Regions from separate parts of the Oryza sativa genome. Here region 2 is linked to region 1. The links are chromatin contacts, called in public HiCAR-type maps. All regions are on one chromosome and are shown on one strand. The core of a region is the stretch at or near the end of the contact, and the rest is flanking DNA. Distances in the headings are between cores, read along the strand shown.

Region 1 (7,099 bases), core at 3,661-6,160:
ATATAGTTATAGCGAAACTTTGGCATGGTATTTTGTTTTATAAGCTTGTCTTATAGGCTATATCCCTAATGCAAATCTCAGTTCTAATCATGAGGATAATTGATCAGCCAACTCATCCAAGAGTCCAGGAATCTCGTCCAGGAAAAATCTTAAAAGAAATGGCAAGATGGAAGTTCAGCAAGTGGTGATTAATTGTAAAGAACTCAATATAAATTAGCTACATATAAGGATGATACAGATAATGCTGTCAAACAATGAATCAAATGTCATCCTCCACATTGCCACAACATTACAAGTAAACGAAAAGCATCACTAGTTTTTTCCCTACTAGACGATTTCTGTTAACCAGGTTAACAAGCAAGAAATCACAAGCTGCAGTTAACCTGTCACAAGATTTACCCTCATATTCCCCCATATTGCACCGATGCACTTCTGCCACGCCGATGCTTCCTACTTAGCCTTGGGATAAGTATTCAAATGGAAAGAACATGGCAGGTCAGCTATGAACATAAGAATCTTCGTAGCAGCGACTGGTAGTAAATGCCGCCGTAACAAAACGCATAATGAGGCTATTTGGGAGCTACTCAAACTGTAATCTCTTTCCGGACTTCAGAATATTTGCAGCTACATGTTTTAATCCCTTACCCTCATCTTCACCAAAATGAATCATGAACCCAAGAATTCGACTTCCTTGCCCTGTAGCATCTTTAATCTTGCAGTGTTTCATCTTGCTTAACACTCCCTCACTCAGTTCCAACAGAACTTTTTCGGCGAGAAAAGCAACGCAGAAACACCAGACTAAGATCCTTCTGTCCTTAAATTACTAAAAGATACCACTCTGTCACTTATTTCTATTGATGAGACTGATGTGGCCAAGTCATCTTCCAAGTCTGCCATAAGGTCTGGTTCTGAAGCATCCGCCAGTGAACTCAACATGGTGACGACTTCAAATGTATCATCCAGGTAAAACCTAGCTTTGCTTGGCTTCTGGCCCACAGTACATGCAAACAGTGGAGTTTTTGGTGCAACAATGCTCCTTTTCATGACATCGGCAATATTTTCAAACATATCCTCATCTGACCTGTCATCACCAATGCATAATACAAAATCTGCCAGTTGCCCCTTCTCCTTCATTGATGTGAGTACTTTCTCAGCTATGAGCCCTTTGGTAACACCCTGCAGCACAAAGGAGTTTGAAGGAATAAATGAGGAATGCACACCAATGCATATATTACAAATGAAAAGCCTGGAGCAGGTGAAGTTAAACTGTTAAGTGACATGTATAGCATTAAACCATAAAGGCCAACATAGGAAGTGTTCCATTGCAATTCACAAATTCTGTTTTAAACATGGAGACAATATAAAACAGCATTGTTTTAGTTATGATATCAGATATCTTGCATTTTGTCCAACAATAAGTCTACACCAGAATGCAAGGTGAACTGAAATTGAAAAGGCATAACAACAGGGTAAAGAAAATGTGAAGCCAACATATCTGCATCCATCATGATCACCCTGTAGCTCTATACCGTAATGGAAAAAAAAAACGGTTTGTACGATTGATGCAAAAGAATTAGCTGGATCTCGAGGAGCATCATATAAATGAGAATTAAATAGTCAGGTTATTTGGTACAGAAACTGTTCTCCACAAAAGGCACAAAAATATGTGGTTTCATGATCAGAATAACAATGTACTTGTGAAAGGAATGTAAGAGATCAAGATAATGTACCTGAGGTTTGACTTCAACAATGAATTGGCCACTCTTGACTGAGACTGGTTCATTTGCTAATACACTTTCCAAGTGATCAAGCATTTCCTTTGCCTGGGAAGAGCCAAAACCTTGGTCAGCATCCTGATGGTGCCACACCAGTGCAGTTTCTTTAGTCTCAATGGTGGATCCGTCAGTTGATTCAGTATAAAGATCCATCACTGGCTTCGCCATTTGCATCCATCCAAAATCTGAGGTCTGTGCAGTGGTTTGCCATTCTTCATCTCTAGTCCACCTACATATTGAAAGAAATCATTCCATCATCCGTTTTTTTCGTAATTTCAAGAGGGAATCAGATGGGACTTCACTTATCATCAATGTCCTTGGCTACTCCCTGTCCCAAAATTTAGCAACCAAGTACTAAATTAAACACAACCTATAGTAGGAATCTAAACTCTACTAGGTTGTGTCTAATCTAGTACTCCCTCCATCCCAGAATATAAGAAGTTTTAGAGTTGGACACGGTTATTAAGAAAGTAGGTAGAAGTGAATGATGGAGGGTTGTGATTGGATGAGTAATGGAGGTAGGTGGGAAAAGTGAATGGTGGAGGGTTGTGATTGGTTAGGAAGAGAATGTTGGTGTAGAAGTTGTTATATTTCAGGACAAATCCTGAGAGTTAAAAGTTGTTATATTTTGGGACAGAGGGAGTACTAGGTTGCTATATTTTGGGACAGAGGGAGTAATAAAAACACAAGCCCAAATTAACAGTTAAGAAGCACCTATAAATATTTGCTGATGCCATGGACTTTTACATAAAAGTAAGATCAGGATCTGCTACGCAAGTTCTAAAGATAAAATGCCCTCCATTCTGATAACATAAATTGTTATTAGCTCAGAATCGTATTTTGAAAAGGTGCATGTGGCACGCTTTATGCTAGTGCATAATGCAAGACTTTCTAGTATATATGGTAAAGTGCAGATTCTATTTTAGGAAAAAAGTGCAGATTGTACTGGCAATGAAAAGAAAGCTGACTACGGTTAAGGAATTGTACCTTAAGAAGTAGCCATGCTCTGCGGCAATGCCTAGCTTTGGACATGAGATAAGCTTTTTGCTCAAGTCATCCTTGCTTCTCCCGCTGACAATGAACACGGTGTTATTTCTATCTGCGCATAGGGTATTAATGATCCTCAGTAATTCTTCACTTGGATTCTTGTTGAGCGAAGCCTGTGGCACCAATGTGCCATCATAGTCGAGAAATATAGCCCTACTCTTTGATCTCTCATAGGACATTATAATTGAATCGAAATTAAGCTTTGTGAAATGTGGGTCTAGGGCTACCACCCTGAAGCCAAATCCCAATCCAATGCCCCAGCATGGTTTCCTAAAGTGATCCTTGCAAGCCCTCTCCAGGTCCTGTACAAAGCTCTTAGACCAATATGCAACATCATGGGTGCTGACATAACGGTAATGTTTTTCGTGCCTCAGCTGCTTTTCACGCTCTGACATTGAGATGGCCTCATTCAGTGCCTCTGCAGTTGCCTCGATATTCCACGGGTTAACACGAATGGCTCCACTCAGTGAAGGTGAGCAACCAATAAACTCCGACACAACCAACATGCTCTTCTTTGGTCCACTCACCTCTGGTGCACACTCAGAGCCAGGTATCCCCTCCCGGCAGACAATGTATTCATATGGGGTCAAATTCATCCCATCCCTCACAGCCGTCACCACAACACACTCAGCAACCGTATAATATGCAAGCCTCACCGCACTTGGCACGCTCTGGTCAATGAAAATCACTGGACTGTAACCTGACTGGCCAAACTCCTTGTTAATTCTATCACAACTCTCCCGAATCTCAGCCTGGACAGCCTCCAGATCCTTTCCCTTCCCTCGTGCTGGGTTTGCAATCTGCACCAACACAGCTCTTCCCTTCCACTTGGGATGCGTCCTCAGCATATTCTCAAACGCAAGAAGTTTTAAGTTGATTCCCTTGAAGATATCCATATCATCCACACCAAGTAACACGGACTTGCCCTCGAATTGCTGCCGCAGCTCAGCAACCTTCTTTTCTTTCTCGGACAATCGCAACACTGATTGCAATTGACCCATATGGATTCCCACTGGCATGATCTTGATTCCAACAGTGCGGCCAAAGTAATCCAATCCAATGTATCCACGCTTTGACTGGTACTCTATCCCCAGCATCCTACTACAGCAAGATAGGAAGTGCCTCGCATAATCGAATGTGTGGAATCCAATGAGATCGCAATTAAGCAGCGTTCTTAGGATCTCCTCTCGGACGGGCAGCGAGCGGTAGATCTCCGATGAGGGAAAGGGGCTGTGGAGGAAGAACCCGATGCGGAGGCGATTGAAGCGGCGGCGGAGGAAGGTGGGCAGCGCCATGAGGTGGTAATCGTGGACCCAAACGTAGTCGTCCTCCGGGTTGATGACCTCGACCACCTTCTCGAAGAAGTATTTGTTGGCGAGCACGTAGGCCTCCCACGCGCCGCGGTCAAACCGGCCATCGCCGGATGCGGCCGCCGGCAAGGCGGAGGCGAAGGGGAGCATGTAGTGGAACAGCGGCCATAGGTAACCCTTGCAGAAGTGCTGGTAGAATCGGTCGTAGAGCCCCGCGGGGAGGAACACGGGTGCGCATCCGAATCCATCGATGAGGCTCTGCGACACCTCGTCCTGCTCGCAGGCGGGCACGTCGGCGCGGAGCGTGCCGATGAAGAGCACCTCCATCTCGTCGGGGACGCCGTCGCGGAGGCGGAGGAGGAGCGAGTCGTCGTCCCACGAGAACGCCCACCCCCCCGCCGCGGCGCCCGGCCTCCGCCGCGCCACCACGGGGAGCTGGTTCGCCACGACGATGAGGCGCTCGCACGCCGCCGACGAGGGCACGTCGGAGGCGACGCTGCTCGTCGCCGCCGGCTCGTCGTCCTCGTCGTCCAGCTCCGACAGCGTCCCGGGCACCGTCATCACCCGCGTCATCCGCTTCGCCCCGAACGACCTCCTCCTCCCTCCCCCCGCCGGCCCCAGCGCCTCGAAGTTCCCCGCCGCGAGGTCCAGCAGGTTCGTGTACGACCTCGACATCATGGCTGAAACCCTAGCCCTCTCTCCCGATCCAAACCCTAGCTCTCCTCCTCCTCCTCCTCCTCCGCGTCTTTGATCTGATCTACTCCCTTTTTCGCGTTTCGAGTTCGTAAGAAGAAGAGAAGAAAAAAAAAATGGAGGAGGCGAGCGAGCGAGCGGCGAGGAAGACGAGCCCGCACAACACACGCGCACACACGCGGTATATTCCTCTCCCTCGGGGCGGGTGGACCCGGTCCACGGCGCCTCCCCCCGTAGACCCACCGACAGTGCGGGGCCCCGCATGCCGGTGAGCCGCTGGGTCCACCGTGGACCGGGCCTAGGGAGGTGATGCTGCATCGGGAAAAGAGGATAAGGTAGTGGGGAGGGGGGAGGGGGGGCGCCCCCACACCCCGGTGCCAGCTGGCGTCACGCTGCCACCTGACACCGCGGGGCCCACCGGATGGACGTACGGGATAGCGTTCGGTCGGGGTGGGGCCCACGCGATGGACGGACGAGGTGGACCGAGCAACCCATCCATACCTACAGTGGGGGGAGGGGTATTTTGGGAAATTCCTCACGAGAGGCTTTGAATTGAATTGCCCGGCGGTTTATGAGAGGTCTGGGTCGTCCTTTTCTTCTTTCTTCCCCCGGGTGAACGAACGAACGCCAAACAACAGCAGCAAAACGAGGGGCGCTTTTGCAGGGCGTGAAACACGTGTCCGGTAGCGGTGGGTGCCACGTCATATGTTGTTAAGCGTATCCATTGCGATTCGAAATTTTGGAATGCGATGAATTGGTTCGAATTTCAAGTATTAACACAAGCAAAAAATTATCGCAGAATATTATTAAGTGGTATGGATTTAAGCCCTAGTTAGGTTGTGTTCGAGAACCTCTCTCCGGGCATGGAAAACAGCGTTGCCCATTAATATGTGATCAATTAAGTATTATTAATTAATAAAAACTTAAAAGTAATATGATTTTAAAAGCAACTTTTCTATAGAAGATTTTTGTAAAAAAAAAACACATCGTTTAACAGTTCGACAAATAATGGAGTAGAAGTTGGAAAAGTGGAAGAAAGAATACAGCCTTATAGTAAAGTAGCGAGTAAAGTAGCTTCTGCCCAGTTATAACTTCTTCCAAAATCTCTCACGTATAATAAAAAAATACTCTCATAACAGAAATAATATTTGAGAAAATGTTTCACCATAGCCTAATTATTGGAAAACCTTATCCACATTTCTTGAAAAGAAAAAACAACTCCTTATCCACATTAATTGCATGGTTGACTCATCGAGGCCACGTGGGCCGTCCTCAAGCTGTCTGCCGCAGATGACGTGGATGACCACGACCGTCCACGCCACGCCAGCCGCTTGCCTAGTAAGCGTCTAGTCAGCACACCATCCCTAACCAAGACAGCGTTGTGTTTTCCTTTCGTTTTTCTTTTCCACCTTTCAAGACAGCGTTGCTAATACTCTCCTCATCCTCCATGACAGCAGGTACAACAGCAGAATATTAGCCAGCTATAAACATATTTTAATGAGATAGAAGATGAGAGAGAAGAGTAACGGGCTACAGATCTGTAGTCAGCTGCAACACGGACTTCAAGACGCAGTATATGTATAATAGGTGAGACCATATATTAATAGTATAGTAAGCAACTATTGTATAAATTGGCTATTAGATTGGTTATAGCTGAATTGAAGCTAGTAGTAGGCTATACTATTGAACTTGCTCTAACAGTCAAGCATCCAAAAAAAAAAAAAAGAGGATAAGAAGAAAGCAAAGCTTGATGTGCAATTAAGGGCGTGAGGTGCACCGACCACCTAACCAACTCCTCGTTGCAATTTCAGCAACAATTTCAGAAGCAGCATATCCCCTCGATTTTATTCGGATAACGTGAAAAGCTAATGCCTTTCTTTCTTTCCTTTTCTCTCCCTGACCTACATATCCAAATATCCAATGGTTTGTGTAGCGGCAACTTGGCCGATTCGAGAATAAAATGTGATGGCCCAGTTGGCCATGAAGACAATGGCAACTTGCATTGCATGAGTACTAGTCAAGGTTTTTTTTTTAAAAAAAAATAGTTTTTCTTGGCTGGAATCTGTCTCTCAATTGCTGCATCATGAGAGGAAGGATCAGTGGGGGCCAGTTTCTCGTTGGCCTCGGTGTTGCTGCAGCAGTATGATATTGTTTGTTGTCTCTGAAGATTGTGTGTCCTTTTGGTTTAGTATAATAGTATTAGATCTACAGCATGCACCGTCTCTCCAAAGTGCTTTTTAGCTTTGGTTAGTACTAGAGCCTAAGCAAAGCTGG
Region 2 (6,783 bases), core at 1,804-4,303, 130 kb before region 1:
AACTGCAAAAGCTGCCTGCAATGGAGTCATCTCTTCATAAGGGATCGAGCCACTAAACAATTCCCACAATACGAGGCCAAAACTGTAGACGTCAACCTTCCGACCATATGGTTTGCGCTTATACATCTCTGGTGCCATCCATCTGTAAGTACCTGGGTCATCTTCCAATGAGTTGCAGTATACTTCTTCACAAGCCACTCCAAAATCAACAACCTTTGCACAACATTCTCCATCAAACAAGATGTTCTCAGGTTTCACATCACGATGGATTACTCTTTGCGAGTGAATGTACTCCAAACCATGTGCAATATCCAAAGCAATGCAAATGATCTTCTCCAAAGGAAGCTTTTGGCGCTGGAGCTTGCGCAAAAAAGCTCTCAAAGACCCCCCGCACAGGAACTCAGTGATGACACAAAAGACCGGTGGAGCATTACATGCCCCAATCAGCTAAACAAAAAAAAAAGGATTAAAAAAATGTCTTTCTTGTAGCATATTACATGAGACCTAAAGAATCAACATGGTTAATAAACTGCAGGAGCAATCTAGACAACACAATGAAAATGCTTTGGGTTCTTTTATTCTGAATAATTCTAAGGTTACATATAAAATTGAGCGTCTCCACCAGAGTATGTCATGTATTTGAGCCATTTGATAAATATGATAACATTGCTTCAGCTGAAAGCTAAAGCAGTAGGTAGATAATTGATTTAAAATTGATAGCATATACCTCTCATATACTTAGTAATCACAATCGCATAACAATAGACATATTCCTCGTATATGTCCTTTGGCTCTGGTAAAATATTGAGTGTATATGTTAAAAGGGTCATATTGCCAAAAGAAAGGTACAGAAGTGTAAATGTTATGGATCACATGAATTATATTCTAATTATGAACAGTTCTATGAATAAATAGATAGAGCAGCAGAGATTACACAATGTTGTAGCCCTGTAGCATGCGCTTCTTCAAAGAAAGAAATAGAATACCAGACAAAATTTTAAATTGGAATTCGTGTAATTACCTTAATGACATTGCGATGATGGAGCCGAGCCAGAATGGTTACTTCAGCAGTGAATTGCTTCTCAAGTTTAGCAGCCAATTCTGCATCTTCTTCTTCATCAGGCTGCCTGATAAATTTGACAGCAACTGGCTGCTCCTTGTAAATTCCATGGAACAAACGACTATATGCCCCTGATGCAAATCTTTGACCAATGAGTAACTGTGAGCGGTCAATTGTCCATCTCTCAAGTATATCCAATGCAACAGCCTTGGCCACTCCATTGTCATAGTTCCTTGGCCAGGACGAGGCCCTCCTAGCTTTCAAGTTACCCGGTGTTCTCATTGAAGGAAAGCCAAACCGGGGACTATCATCGGGTGAACGTGGTGAATGTGGAGAACTAGATTTCCTTTGCCGCTGTGGGCTAGAGAACCTCTTAGTGGCAGCTTTGGCCTCCTTAAAAACTTCAGAGATGACACGGGTCGGCATTGGGGATTTCGCTCTCCTCCTCGGCTTCGATCCCTCTCCAACAATCTTAACAGACGTACTATGTATTTTGGAATCACCAAACGTAGTTGTATCCTTCGAATAGAAAGGAGCTGGACTCGAGCATACTCTCAGCAACCTTAAACTTTGCTCTTCTGAGTGGAAAGAGAAGTCAAGCGTGTCTGAACTGTCATCCTGAACTGTCCGATCCAGAATTGGACAAGAAATATCCAGGCTAAGGCCTTCTCCTTTATGCCCAACCTTGCGATCCTTCTCTTTCGATGCTTCTCGCAACGAGCCATCACTAATTTTCCCCCGTTGTTTCAATTCACCATCTGAAAACTTAGCTTTCAGCTTCCGCTCTGCCTGTGAAACTGGTGATTTCGCCAACGGGATTGAAGGCCTAGGTGACTTTGAGACTGCTCCTTTTGCCCTCGGCTGTAAATTATGTCCATGAATCATGAGCTCTCCACTGAATCCTTTCTGCCTCCATGCAGTGGAACTGTCAAACGGATCAAGGAATGCACCAAACTGCTCCCTGCCAGAGTTGGATTTAACAATGGAGTGCGAGAACTTGGTGCGCCGCACCCAGGAGTAGTCATCATCATCCATCTCCCAATGAATGAAGATCGATCTCAAGCCAACCAAATCCGTGAACAAACCCGCAAACTTGCAAAGGGAACTGAATCAACCAGAGGAATCCCAAATGAGACGCTATTATGAACTCACTACGAAAATTATCCCCAAACCATCCGGCACAAGGATACTGATTTGACACCTTCACGAGGGGATAGGAAACCTCCGATCGTTGCAGCCAGCTCGATTGACCCAGCCTGAAGCGGCATTCGATCAGATTCCATCAATCGCCACCGCCTCCTCCTCCTCCTGAATCCATCAACAAAGCAAGCAAAAAAAAAAAACCCTCAATACCATAAATCAAAAACATAAAAAAATCGCCCCTCTTTTCGCATCGTGAGCTTTCAAGAGCGACGGAATCTTACACCAAACAACAGGAAAACGACAGGCCAATCTCTCAAAGCGGATGGGTTTGGCATAAAAAGGCAGCGACCAAACAAGCGCGGCCGCCGAACACCGTGTCTCGGCGAGAGCGGAAAGACGAGCGGCGGGCGAGCAGGAATCAAAGGGAGGGAAGGCGAGAGGACGCAATCTCTCCGGCGGCTACCCGGGATTCAAAGCTTCGCTCACGCCAACCTCCATACCCCTGATGTGATGTCTATTCTACAGATCAGATCGGATCAAATCAAATCGAAATGAACGGCAAATCAAATTGGCCCCCCGCCCTCCCGATCAAAAAGGCCAAAATACCAAACCGAGGCAGAGAATCAAGAGCACGGGGAGGACGAGGAAAAATATACTACCTCGAAAAGGTTGGAGGGGAAAGAATGTAGTAGGCGAACGCACGCGCGCGCGCGCGAGCTCTCTCACTCACGGGAAAAAGGCCGGAAGACGGAGGCGTTTTTGTGATCGCTCACGCGCGCTGCGGCATCGTCGTCGTCGTCGTGGTGTGGTGATGGTGGGATGCGTGGAACTGCGAACCTCGCGTCATCTCAGTGGTGGTGGTGGTGGTGGTGGGATCAAAGTACAGCCGAGGCGTACGAGTAGTAGGATTGTACGGTCAGTACACCACTTGCCGCTTTGTATATTCGCCAATAATTTGAGGAGGCGACGACTTGGGGTTGGGGCGGTATGCGAGGCCGATTCCAAACTTTTCAATTTTTTCATCACGTTAAAATTATTCTACACATATAAACTTTTAATTTTTTCATCACATCGTTTTAATTTTAACTAAATTTTTAACACACCTTTTGCGAAGGGATTTCAGACGAGTCCAAACCGGAGTTGTTTGGCGTGTCCGCGTGTGGGAGGTGTGGGGGATGGGATGGGATGTTGCCGCGACGACGCCTCCTCCTCCTCCTCCTCGGCTCCTCCCGGTTGTTACGTCGGCGTCGCCGTGGGCCTCGGGCGCGGCAAGTGGAGTCGCGTCTCATTGGCGTGGATTGGATTGGCTTGGCTTGGCTTGGGCGACCTCACGTCACGCGCTTGACCGCGAAACCGAACGGCCCCTGCCCCAACCGCTACGAGACGCGACAGACCGCACAGGCGCACAGCGTGTGCCAAATCTCCCCGTGTCGCGCGTGCCAAATCGGCGACGGCGAGCGTGTGGCAACGAGAGTTACGCGGTCGTGGAGGAGTACGTTTGTACCTGTACCGATTGTACAAGCGGTGGGTGTGGGCTGCATGCCGGTTTGTTATATGGGCCGTAACCGGGCTGTTTATGCTTGGTTTTCCTGTGGGCCTCGTTCGGGAGGTTTGGCCCAACTATTCGGCTCTCCTTTCGTTTGGCTGCTCGTGTTTCTATGGCTCATAATTCGCATAGGTGTGCAAATTCATACTACTCCATAATCATAAAAGTCGTTTAGGAAAATGTTTAAGTCAAACCTTAAAAATATAAATCATGAATAACTCTTAAGTTGTTGCGTTTGAAAATGTAGAAATTATATGTATAGATTTGTCTTGAAAAATACTTTCATAAAAGTATACATATATCACTTTTCAATAAATATTTTTATAGAAATAGTCAAAGTTGTGTTTTGGAGACCGTGTCGCTGTCCTAAACGACTTTACGAGTATGGAGGGAGTACTGAATATGCTATCATCTAAAATCATAGTACTGACTTCTCAAACCTCTCAGGAAAGGAAAAAGTCCACTTTAACTCCCTTAATTATCGGCGGAATCTAATTCATAACCCTCAACCGCAAAATCGGATAAGACGACTCCCCGAATTATTGAAACCGGTGCAATTTGACTCCCCCAGCGGTTTTGAAGGGCGGTTTTGCTAATGTGGCACTGGCATGTCGATGTTGATCTAGTCTTCGTCACGTGGCGTTTAAGTGGCATTCAAATTAAAAAATATATATGTGGGACCTGTCTGTCATTCACACACAGAAATATATTATGGGGCCCACATGTCATCCTCTCTTTCTTTCTCTTCTTTTCTCCGGTTTGCAGGGGCGAGAGCTGGACAAGCGGCGGCGGCAGGCAAGCGACACTAGGGCGGCAGCGGTCGAGGGAGTGGTCGGCGGAGGGGCCAGATCTTCCTCCTCCATCTCTCTCCCTCATCTCTTTCTCCCCAGTTTGTGTGGTCGGCAGGAATGGTCGGCGGCGGCCGGATGACGACGGGGCGGCCGACGGCTGACGCCTCCGCCATGCCGTGCAGCAGCCGACCAACCTCGTCGCAGCGCACCGGCAGGAACGCCCTCACCGCGCACGGCGACGACACCACCACGACGCCGCAGGTGCCCATCTTGAGGTACACATGACGGGCCTGTACTTGCGCGCTAGCGACGCCAGGTCGGCGTGCGAGGCCAGGCCGACGAGCGGCAGCGCGCCGAGGACGGGGACGCCTGGGGGTCCCGGGGGAGGCGGTGGCCGCCGCTGGGGAAGGGTGGGCGGTAGGAGTGGAGGGAGAGGTGGAGGAGGAGGCAGAGGAAGGCGGCGGAGAGCACGATGAGGCGGGGCGGCAACGGCGCCATGGGGAGGGACGGGCGAGGACATCGATGACTCACGGGGGGAGAGAAAGAGAGGCGGCGAGGGGGACTCCGCTCCGGGCTAGGTGAACTCTGGCCGGGATGGGGTTGAAGGAGGCGCCGGCCACCGCCGCTCCGGCCCCCGTCCGCCGCCGCTGTCGACGATCTGGCCCCTGCTCCGGCCTTCGCCTGTCCGCCCTCCCGCCGCCAGCTCCCGCTTGCCGCTGCCCGCCATCCCACTCTTGTGAACAGAAAGAGAGAGAAAGAGAGGGGGAGGATGAAGAAGGTAGATAAGAGAGGATGACATGTGGGCCCCACATGTTAGTAGGTCCCACAATATATTTTGTGTGTAAATGACCGATGGGTTCCACATATATTTTTTTAATTCGAATGCCACGTAAGCGCCACGTGAGACGAAGACTAGGTCAACATCGACACGTCAGCGCCACATCAGCAAAACCGCCCTTCAAAACCGCTGAGGGAGTCAAATTGCACCGGTTTCAATAGTTCGGGGAGTCGTCTTATCCGGTTTTATAGTTGAGGGTCACGAATTAGATTCCGCTGATAATTAAGGGAGTCAAGGTGAACTTTTTCCCTCAGGAAATGGCTAAATAATTCAGTTTGGGCCCATTCAAGAGACCCTAAAAAGAACCCGTGACTCCTGTATAATAAAGCTTTCAGTGGAACTCCTGCATTGTGATTGTGATGAGTAGAGAGCCTAAATAATGCGAGGAGAACATGTGCATGATTTGAAGGGAACAAAAAAATACTGTTCCAACGATGCGCCTCGCGACCTCGCGTGTGGACCTGAAAGGGATCAGACGAAGCTTCACCTGAAGCAACCGATGAAACACACATGTCACGAATTCCACAAAAACCAAACGATTAGTCGTTCTTGTTTATGCGCTTAACCGATTCGATCCATGATTTGCGCCAAAGTAGGGCGCACAGGCCGCATGATTCTGCTCTTAAGGTCGCGTAATCCAAGCCCCCCCTAAACCGACATTGTGGACTTTCAGTGCGACCGGACAGCTTTGCAACAGGATAAGATCATCAAAGATTCTGATGAACAGAGAAGACAGCCAGTGAACTGCTAATTGCCAGGACCTCTGAACCTGTTGTCTGTCACCTTCCTTGCACTTACCAGGAAGCGCCCTCTGTGTAAACTACTAGTTCAAGGAGTACTACATATGATTCATAGTTCGTTGGCCAAAATTTTTTTAACATATATGAACACACATTTAAAGTATTAAATATAGACTAATAACAAAATAAATTACAGATTACGTCTGTAAACTGCGATATGAATTTATTAAGCCTAATTAATTTGTCATTAACAAATGTTTACTGTAGCACCACATTGTCAAATCATGGCGTAATTAGATTTAAAAGATTCGTCTCACAATTTACATGTAAACTGTGCAATTGGTTTTTTTGTCCACATTTAATGCTCTATGCATGTATACAAATATTTGATATGATATTTTTGACTAAATTTTTTTTAATCTAAACACAGCCATAGACTGATGAGCAGGGTTTACCTTTTTATTTTGGAGATAAAAATTCTCCTCGCTGGTTTACCTAAAACTGTAAAAACCAACAACATTTAGTCACCGCCATATGAAAATTTTCATAAACCAATCACTGGCGGTTTCACAAAAGGGAGTATCTAAAATCTATCGCAATTATTTTGAATAAAAAACCTTCATATATAGTTATAGTATAACTGAAGTATAATTACATTGTAGCTA

Evidence for each region. HiCAR-type assays count read pairs that join an accessible place to other places.
Region 2: a contact with region 1 is called in a HiCAR-type map of leaf, with 2.2 times the contacts expected there. The contact joins the promoter of LOC4339338 here to the promoter of LOC4339327 in region 1. A contact is called at or near these places in 1 of 15 Hi-C or Micro-C datasets (seedling) and 1 of 4 datasets of contacts at active chromatin or transcription factors (leaf).

The regions. Positions count from the first base shown.
Region 1 is chr5:25,756,474-25,763,572 of ASM3414082v1, reverse strand. It overlaps LOC4339327 (probable alpha,alpha-trehalose-phosphate synthase [UDP-forming] 7), which reads right to left and starts at 4,910. Exons shown (of 3, transcript XM_015784527.2): 1 at 2,763-4,910; 2 at 1,731-2,004; 3 at 189-1,176. The coding sequence starts at 4,810. The coding sequence ends at 799.
Region 2 is chr5:25,886,013-25,892,795 of ASM3414082v1, reverse strand. LOC4339338 (serine/threonine/tyrosine-protein kinase HT1) reads right to left here and starts at 3,053. Exons shown (of 5, transcript XM_066310802.1): 1 at 2,934-3,053; 2 at 2,262-2,368; 3 at 1,022-2,165; 4 at 1-447. The coding sequence starts at 2,095.